Linked DNA regions of Hordeum vulgare: all the other regions are linked to region 2. A link is a contact called in public Hi-C and HiChIP or PLAC-seq data. All regions are on one chromosome and are shown on one strand. The core of a region is the stretch at or near the end of the contact, and the rest is flanking DNA. Distances in the headings are between cores, read along the strand shown. Region 1 holds the start of LOC123401417 (acetolactate synthase small subunit 2, chloroplastic-like). Region 2 holds the start of LOC123403344 (integrin-linked protein kinase 1-like). Region 3 holds the start of LOC123402008 (mitochondrial proton/calcium exchanger protein-like).

Evidence for each region. Hi-C and Micro-C count contacts between places; a contact is called where the count stands out from the background. HiChIP or PLAC-seq counts read pairs in DNA pulled down with a chosen protein or histone mark.
Region 1: a contact with region 2 is called in a Hi-C map of leaf, with 6 times the contacts expected there. The contact joins the promoter of LOC123401417 here to the promoter of LOC123403344 in region 2. A contact is called at or near these places in 5 of 6 Hi-C or Micro-C datasets (leaf, seedling and an unstated tissue) and 1 of 1 datasets of contacts at active chromatin or transcription factors (embryo).
Region 3: an H3K4me3 HiChIP or PLAC-seq map of embryo shows a contact between it and region 2, with 8 times the contacts expected there. The contact joins the promoter of LOC123402008 here to the promoter of LOC123403344 in region 2. A contact is called at or near these places in 1 of 6 Hi-C or Micro-C datasets (seedling) and 1 of 1 datasets of contacts at active chromatin or transcription factors (embryo).

What each region holds. Positions count from the first base shown.
Region 1 is chr6H:348,889,817-348,892,516 of MorexV3_pseudomolecules_assembly, reverse strand. It overlaps LOC123401417 (acetolactate synthase small subunit 2, chloroplastic-like), which reads right to left and starts at 1,389. Exons shown (of 12, transcript XM_045095213.1): 1 at 1,159-1,389; 2 at 822-1,047. The coding sequence starts at 1,343.
Region 2 is chr6H:348,527,228-348,529,982 of MorexV3_pseudomolecules_assembly, reverse strand. LOC123403344 (integrin-linked protein kinase 1-like) reads left to right here and starts at 1,502. Exons shown (of 12, transcript XM_045097286.1): 1 at 1,502-2,241; 2 at 2,533-2,607; 3 at 2,712-2,755. The coding sequence starts at 1,798.
Region 3 is chr6H:348,146,911-348,149,610 of MorexV3_pseudomolecules_assembly, reverse strand. It overlaps LOC123402008 (mitochondrial proton/calcium exchanger protein-like), which reads left to right and starts at 1,331. Exons shown (of 15, transcript XM_045095861.1): 1 at 1,331-1,477.

The DNA.
Region 1 (2,700 bases), core at 140-2,639, 360 kb before region 2:
TCACTAATCCTTGGACCAACATAAGACTACCCACAATGGGAGTAACATAGATAGTAACATAGATGCCACCTAAGCAAAAAATATGATGTGGCACCTAATTAATGAGAAGAAAGAGAAATTGAGTAACTTAGCTAGTTACTCATAGTATGAGTAACATAACGCATACTAAGATAAGATGAGTCTATAAGCTAATAAATGAAAGGCTCAATGTTACTACCCCTATGTTACTATCCACTGTGGAGGTAGTAACTTAGACTAATAACATATGCATGTTGCTACTCTATGTTACTCCCCATTGTGAGTAGTCTACCAGGCAAAGCTCATTACACCTAGGTTGAGTCACATTGTACCCGCCTATGCATAATGGGAAACTACAAGACTCTGTGAGACTATGTAGTGGGGCCAGGTTGTAAGATATACAGGAGAGCTAAAAAGGTGCAGGATACCTGTGCAAGAAAAGGTGTATAGTTCCATCAAATTATTCCTAAAAGGTGTAGTTCCTTGATGGTTCTACAACAACAAATGCAGAACATCCACAGAAGGAGCTTTTTTCCAATGTCGAAATGACTATTGAAGTTGTGATTATAACGGAATGGAGTATTATCGCAGAATACGGCTAAGGTGTTTAAGATTAAATTAGAAACTGCTATGCTCTAGCATTTTATACTGTATACTGTATTGCTAGAGCTGAAAGAAAATTTTGAAGTCAGTGGAATCTTATGAAGGCTGTTGAAACCAAGTGGCATGAAATCCGAATGGTTTACTCCTCCTAACCATATACGGAGTAATAAATTGGTTCAAATGTGGAACGGCAGGCTCACATTCAAGACGTTGACAAGCTTATTGAGCTGCTCAATGACTTGCTTGAGCACCCTGTCCGTCCCCGAGACGACGATGGTGAAGAGGGCCTTATCCTTGTTGAGCCCCACGGCGAGGGACTCGATGTTGTAGCCTCTCCTTGCGAAGACCCCGGCAATCCTGTTTATCATGCCGCTCTCGTCCCCGACGAACACAGAAATCGTGTGGCGCCGCACCCTGCAATCCCGGCTAGCAACTCCCATCAAAGTCAGCTCAAAGAAGCAACGCGCGCAGCAAGACGGGATTCAGGCGCGAAGTATCAAAAACGGAGAGCGCATTGCGGCGGGGAGAGGCGCTTACGGATCCCTCTTGGCGCCCGCGGCGACCGTCGACACGGTGGCGGTTGCCTCGCCGCCGGCGCTAGCCCCCGCGGCGACTCCGCGGCGGCGCAAGGGGCGGAAGGAGACGCGCGCGGCGCATCGAGTGAGACGGTCGGGGGCCGCCGATGGCGACGGCCGGAGGTGGTGGGCGGTGGCGACGGACATGGATATTGGAGGGCGGGGTTGGTGGCTATCTGGAAGTGCTGGACGGGACAGTGTGTTGGTTTAACATAACAGCAGTAGGGTTTATGAGGGGGGAAATTACGGAGCTGCCCCCCGCCGCGCATGCCTGACAGTGTGATCCGCCCATGTGTCACGGGTGACCACGTTTTCCGTTGGGCGCTGGAGTAGTAAGTAGTAGAACCCGCGGCCTGATGATGCTACGATTTGCGTGCGGGAGAGCTATAGAAAGGAGGCGTATCCGCAGTTGTCTGATGGGGGCGAAGGCGCAAAGCCATCTTTGCGCAAGAAAGATACACACACGCAGCATGCCAGTTCGTCGTTTCTCCGCACGGCAGGCTGCGCAAAGTATTTGCCCAGAGGCCCGGACGAAACATAAAGACAGCACAACAGCCGAAGGTTGTTCTCCCACGTACCCATTGTGCGGACAAAATTATTGTTCTGATCCTCGTGACGAAAGTATTGGACAGAATGAACTCGCCGAAAAAGAATTTCACGTTTTGACTTTTTTTAAAACGTCAGAAATCATGGTGTTTCTGATCAACTAAGAAACGCCATAATACTCTACGTGTGTACATTACTGAAACGTCGTACTAGTGTGCGTTTCTGCTGGGGTGCAACGCCAGCTACTCATGGCGTTTCCACGTAGGGGTGCAACGCCAGGCACCATGGCGTTTATGTCTAAGATATTTGTTTGAGCACCGCCCTCTCCCATCAGGCCATCATTCCACTCACTCTCTTCTTCCCCACCTCTTCCGCGAGCTGCGGCCCCTTTTTTCACCTTTTCTCCCCCACTTGTCCCCTCTCAAATCCCTCCAAAAGGATTGATTTGGTGTGTGGATCCGGTGTCATTTCCGTTGCTTGAGGTAATCTCCTTCATCTCTTAAATTTTGATTGGTTGGATTTATATATTTTGGGTGGTTTTTTGTTCATTTGTTTTCTAACCCTAGTTTTGAAGATTGTTTCAAAATGTGATGTTCTTAGTGTATACTAATGAGTATAGTTGTGCCAATAATGTTGCATTGTATTGGTTGGGTTATGCTTATTGTTAAGATATAGGGTTAGGGTTAGGGTTTGGGTAATGCTTAATTTGGATGGACATAGAAGTTTCTTAGTTGTTTTGTGAGGAATGTGTTATACTTAGCATTGGTACTTTTGTTTCATTTTTTAGATGGACAAGGTTGTGAATATTCATTATGTTGACAAAGAGGCATTCATGAATGTTGATATTATTGACAAGTATGAGCAAGAGTTGATATTTCTTGAGAGTCCTACTTATGAAGAGATTGTGGAAGAAACACAGATAAGATTGAAGTGGGTTGATCCAAGTGACCAAGTTGAA
Region 2 (2,755 bases), core at 253-2,752:
CACTAGACGAGGTGGCACTTGGAGCACCGACCCCCTCCCCTACCCTGACGTGACGCTGCCACATGACTGGCACTTGGATTGGGAGAGGATCCGAGTGTCGACGGTGCAGCGGTCGGCGTGGCGTCCATGACGTGCGGGCTGGCACCCCGCCGCCCCTCGTCGTGCGTGATGACCAGGAGGCTGAGGCGGCTATCCTCCATGAAAGCAAGGAGGAAGAGTGGCGCAAGGAGGAGGAGGGGGCGACGGCTTACCAGGCGCGGCTGGCGGAGGCCATGGCGCTCTCCGCCATCCGCGACTGCGTCGTGCCGCCAATGGCCCCGCCATCCCCCGCCAAGACCGAGCCGGGGCCGACCGCCCTCAGGACCGAGAGCTACACATGGGACGGGGTAGTGCGTGAGTGGGTGAATGCGCCACCCTTCTGGTTGGGGGCGACACCGTCGTAGGAGCAGATCTACATGGAAAACTACGACAACGACGACTGACGGAGGAGCGCCTCGAGGGCCAGCGGCTCGAGCAGTTGAAGCGTGACGCCGAGGCGAAGGAGGAGGAGCATCGTGCCGCAGCCCAGCGAGCGGCGGTGCAGCTACCGACGGATGACATCGCCATAGCCTCGGAGATGTCGTTCCCCTAGACTGGCCCGGTGCCGACGCTCGTCGACCTCACTGGTCCCAATACGAGGACACCTAAGACATCGCGCCTCCTAATTTTATATGTTTAAATTAATGTTTTTTACTTAATGCAAAATGGACTCGTGGACTCGCGTCGGTCTTTAAGGCCGGCATTAATGTTTAATTAATTTTTTTATTTTCAAGATATTTATGACATTTTTAAAATCAAACATGAATGTTCACCGGACCGACCCTAACAGATAAAACGCGCACAAAACGTACGTCCTATTTTGATCGCGGTTGAAGTTACTCTAAATAACATGCGTTTTGATCGCGGTTGGAGTTGCTTTAAACAACATGCATCGAGTGCCCCAAAGTAAACAAGAGTATAGAGTACTCCCTCCGTTCCTAAATATAAGACCTTGTAGAGATTATACTATGAACTACATACGGATGTATATAGACATATTTTAAAGTGTAGATTCACTTATTTTGTTTCGTATGTAATCTATAGTAAAATCTTTACAAGGTCTTATATTTAGGAATGGAGAGATTAGTATTGACTGGCAGACCGAAGGAAAATTCAACTGGCAACAAGTGTTCGTAGCCCACCCGCTAGATATTCATTCAGCTAGACGAAGACGAGAATAATTTCGATTCGGAGGAAGGAAAAAAAACAAAAAGTCGTCGGCAAGTGTCCCCACGAACCGACAAAAAAACACGCAAAACCCCTCCAACTCCCGCGCCAACTCTCCCCGACATAATGACCCCACAGCTACCCGGCCCCGGCAGTCAGCCACTCTAAACCTTTTGAACTCAGGTCGAGCACCAGCTGTACCCGCGATGCTCCCCCCTCACCGGCGGTTTATTCCCTGTCGATCGGCTCCCTCCCCTCCCCTGCTCTGCTTCCCACTACTCCTCCTACTATTCCATAGTACACCACTGATGCCAACAACTGCCGCTCCGCTGCCACTAGTCACCATCTCGAGTCTCCGCCCAATTTTTATTACGGAGCACCATCGCCCACGCCCAATCATCGTTCGTCTCCAATCCCCAGAGGCACCCACCTCCGCCCCGGCCACGCGCGAGATCCCACGCACCAAAAACCGCGCGCGGATTCTCGCCGGCATCGATCTCGCACCGCGCCTGCTGGTTGGGATCCGTACTTCGGCTGTGCGAGGCGGAGGCGATGGCCGCGGCGGCGAAGCTGACGCGGAGCTTCTCGCGGCAGCTGTCGTCTGGGGCGGCGCGGGTGTGGCGCCAGCTGTCGCTGGAGCCGCACACCCCACGGCGTGGCGCGGCCGCGGCGACGGGGGCCGTTGCGGCGGCGGCGGGGCCGACCAGGTTCGGCCTCGCCAGGCAGTCGTCGCTCGACCCGACGCCGGCGCCCGACGCGGCTGTGCTCGCCATGCCGGAGAACCTGGACGCCACCATGCGGCTGCTGTACGCGGCGTGCCAGGGCGACGCGGGCGGCGTGGAGGAGCTCCTCAGGGAAGGGGTGGACGTCGACAGCATTGACTTCGACGGCCGCACGGCGCTGCACATCGCCGCCTGCGAGGGCCGGGGGGAGGTGGTGCGCCTGCTGCTCGGCTGGAAGGCCAACATCAACGCCCGCGACCGATGGGGGAGCACGGTGCGCCCTCCGCCAAACTCTCTTCTCTCGCCACCCTGCTATGCATCACCTGAATTTCGCTACGCCCCGTACTTGCCTACTTCCGATCAAGCATCTCTGGCCATTTCGTTTGTGCAATTATATCGTACTGAGAGTACAGCGTCTGCCACATTGGGGCAATGACCAACGTGATGCATTCGGAAATAGCGATAATATAGGCGCAGGGAAAGTAGTGGCTGAACCCCCGCTCGGTGCAACTACTTATTTAGCCGAACCTGATCTCAGCTTTTATTTCCATACTCACAATTTCAGCCAGCAGCGGACGCTAAACATTACGGGCACTTTGAAGTTTACAACCTTCTCAGAGCAAGAGGAGCAAAACTTCCGGTATGCATTTGTTGTTTTTGTAAATCAAAATTCCCGAAACTGTTGTTAACTCTTGCTATGATATGGAAAATGTTTTATATATATTTGTTATTCTCCTCTACTAGAAAACCAAGAAGACTCCAATGGCTGTGTCAAATCCCAAAGAAGT
Region 3 (2,700 bases), core at 82-2,581, 380 kb after region 2:
CAAGAATCATCTTGTGCCATATGATAGATTATCTGAAAGGCTTAATGTACACAATTAGTCCGCAAATGCATTGTTATCAATCATCAAAACCACTAAAGGAGAAATACGCTCTAACGTGGGCACATCGAGCCCATCCAGAGCGCGCGGCCGTACATGGGTGCATGGCCTGACGTCGACGCCCTCCCTTTCTTCCTCCTCGCCACCACCACCACGTCCCACCATCACCGCCGAAGGGGAGGAGCGGCTGATGCAGGTCGTGATGGAGGACTCCGAGAGGGAGTTCAAGTGCAGGCAAGCGGAGCACTGAGAGGGTCTGGAGGAGATGATAACGCTAACAGCCGCTGGCGATGTCGCTAAGCTGGACGTGAAGTAGGAGGTGATGATGCTGCCCGCCCTCCCTGCCGCCGGCCTCATGGGTGCCATGTCACCACCCCACCATCATAGCCTGCCGCACAATGGCAACCACGGGTCACGCCCACCCTAGCTTGGGGGCTGCCAATCCACCTTTGGTAGCGCCTCACCAGGGACGATGAGGACGAGTACGACAACGATATCGACGTCGATAGTGTAAGGCGGCCATGATGGTGACTCGCAGATCGACCTTTCAAAAAATACCTTTAAGTTAAGTTTAAATGTGCGGTCGTGACTTTTGTGGACTTTTTAGTAAGTTTATGGTACTATATGTCTTTTTAATTATCTCGCAATGTTTTTTCTTTAAGCCCAAAACAAGACAAATGGTTTGCGATGCGACGGCCGGTGAAGTGCATATACGGACGAACGAATAAAATCGGACAAGGCCGTTCGATTTGCCAACGCAAATGATGCAAAACGGACAAAGCACCCATTAAAGTTGGCCTTAAAGTTGGTCGAAGAAACCGCGGACGAGCATAAAAACATGCAAGAAAAGCATCTAAATATGCCACTTGTGACATCCAATCATAGGAAGCAACATGTCTACAGTATAGTGGGCAGCATATCTGCGAATCAAATCGAATGCGACTCCTTTTACTTTCCTAATAGGTGCACGTGCGCGGACTGTCGTGAAGTTTGGAGCCCCGAATTTAAAACAAGCAGGTCCAAAAAAATTCCTTATTAATTTATGAAGAAACTGTTGCAAAATTTCGAAAGGATAGATAAGAAAAATAATAAAAGCAAAATGCATTTTCCATCAGGTGGCCCCGATCCGACGGTCAGCAGCGACCCAACCAGACCCGAACGCAGCGAAAAAGTGTCCCCCCACACAAGACTCACGGTTTGAGCTGCACGTTGCAACAGCCACATTTCTTTCTTTCTTCGCACGTCTGCGCCACGCCACGCCCCGCCTCGCCTTCCACTCCGAGTAAAAAGTAGCCCCCGCTGCCCCTCTTCTCCTTCCATTCCACCCTCGCCCCTCCCCTCCCCTCCTTTCCCTCCCTCCTCAAAAACCCTAAACCCTACCTCGACGGGATCGGTCGATCGGCGCCGCGTCCCTCGCCGGGTGAGCTCTCCCCAGCCTTTCCGCAGACGCTCCTTCGGTTTTTCTTCCTCTGTTTTTTTTTTTGCCCGGTCGGTCGATCGACGCATTGGTCGATTTCCGAAGGATTTCGCTTCGCTCGCAGCGGTGATTCGGTGGGACGGATCGACAGCCTGTGGCCGCGCGCGCTGCTGCGGTTTTGTTTTTCCGGCTAATTTCGTCTCTGGCGAATGCGAGTTGGTGGTTGTTTCAGGGTAGGTGGCAGCCGAAGGGACCGGTTTCGCGGTCCTGATCGAAACTTCAGAAATCATAATTGTTTTGTTCTCGCCCGTTCCTTATATAGTATTTTCGTTGATCGTTTGCAAATCTGTGAAAGGGTTAAGTCCGCCCCTGCTACCTGTCTCTTTTACTACTTGGGAGGATGGATGAATCGGTACGGACTGAACCTGACGCGATTCATACTTTTCGCGGGGTTTCGATTTTCGACAGTCGATTGGAGTGCGTAACTTTTATATAATCTCGGATGCTCGACCTGCTGAACTGCTCCTGACGTCAAACTTGTCGAATTAAATCGTCACTGCCATATGTTGTTGAGTTTTTTTTTTCTGTGTGGATATCTTGATAGCAAAAATGGTTCAACCGAGGAGATGATCTGCTATTGATTTTTTCTTCCTTTTATAACTGTTACTGTTATTACGGAAGTTAAAACATGGAGTTCCTATTCCTTAATGCAAGTGTCCAAACCAGGTTTACTACTAATTAATGATTGCTTCAATTTTTGTTCTTGAACTGTTAGAAGTGCTTGTCATAGTTAAGACTTAAAGTGAGCAAGTTGTAAATCTGAGGTGAAGAACATAGTTGATTCTCATGGAATCTTCTTACCGGCAACAGTGAAATTACTACTCAATACAGTAGTATTTATGCATTTTCGGATTGTCAGCTCTGAATCTTGTGATCAATTGGGAGATACACAACTGTTGCCTTATTTATTGTGCTGGCTATGGATTGTCAGCTCTGATTCTTGTGATCAGTTGGGAAATACACAACCACTGACTTATTTGTTCCGCTGGCTGTTGATTGGGCTGTTGCTGAGCTTGCTTGTATAGTTGGATCAGAGTTGATTCTCTTACAGCTTTTACATGCTCACTTTGATTCTCCATATTAGTTGCTACTCATATAGGTTTCTATGTATTACTCACTGTACTTATGTGTTCTACTGTTATGTTAGAGGAAATCCTACAGATTTA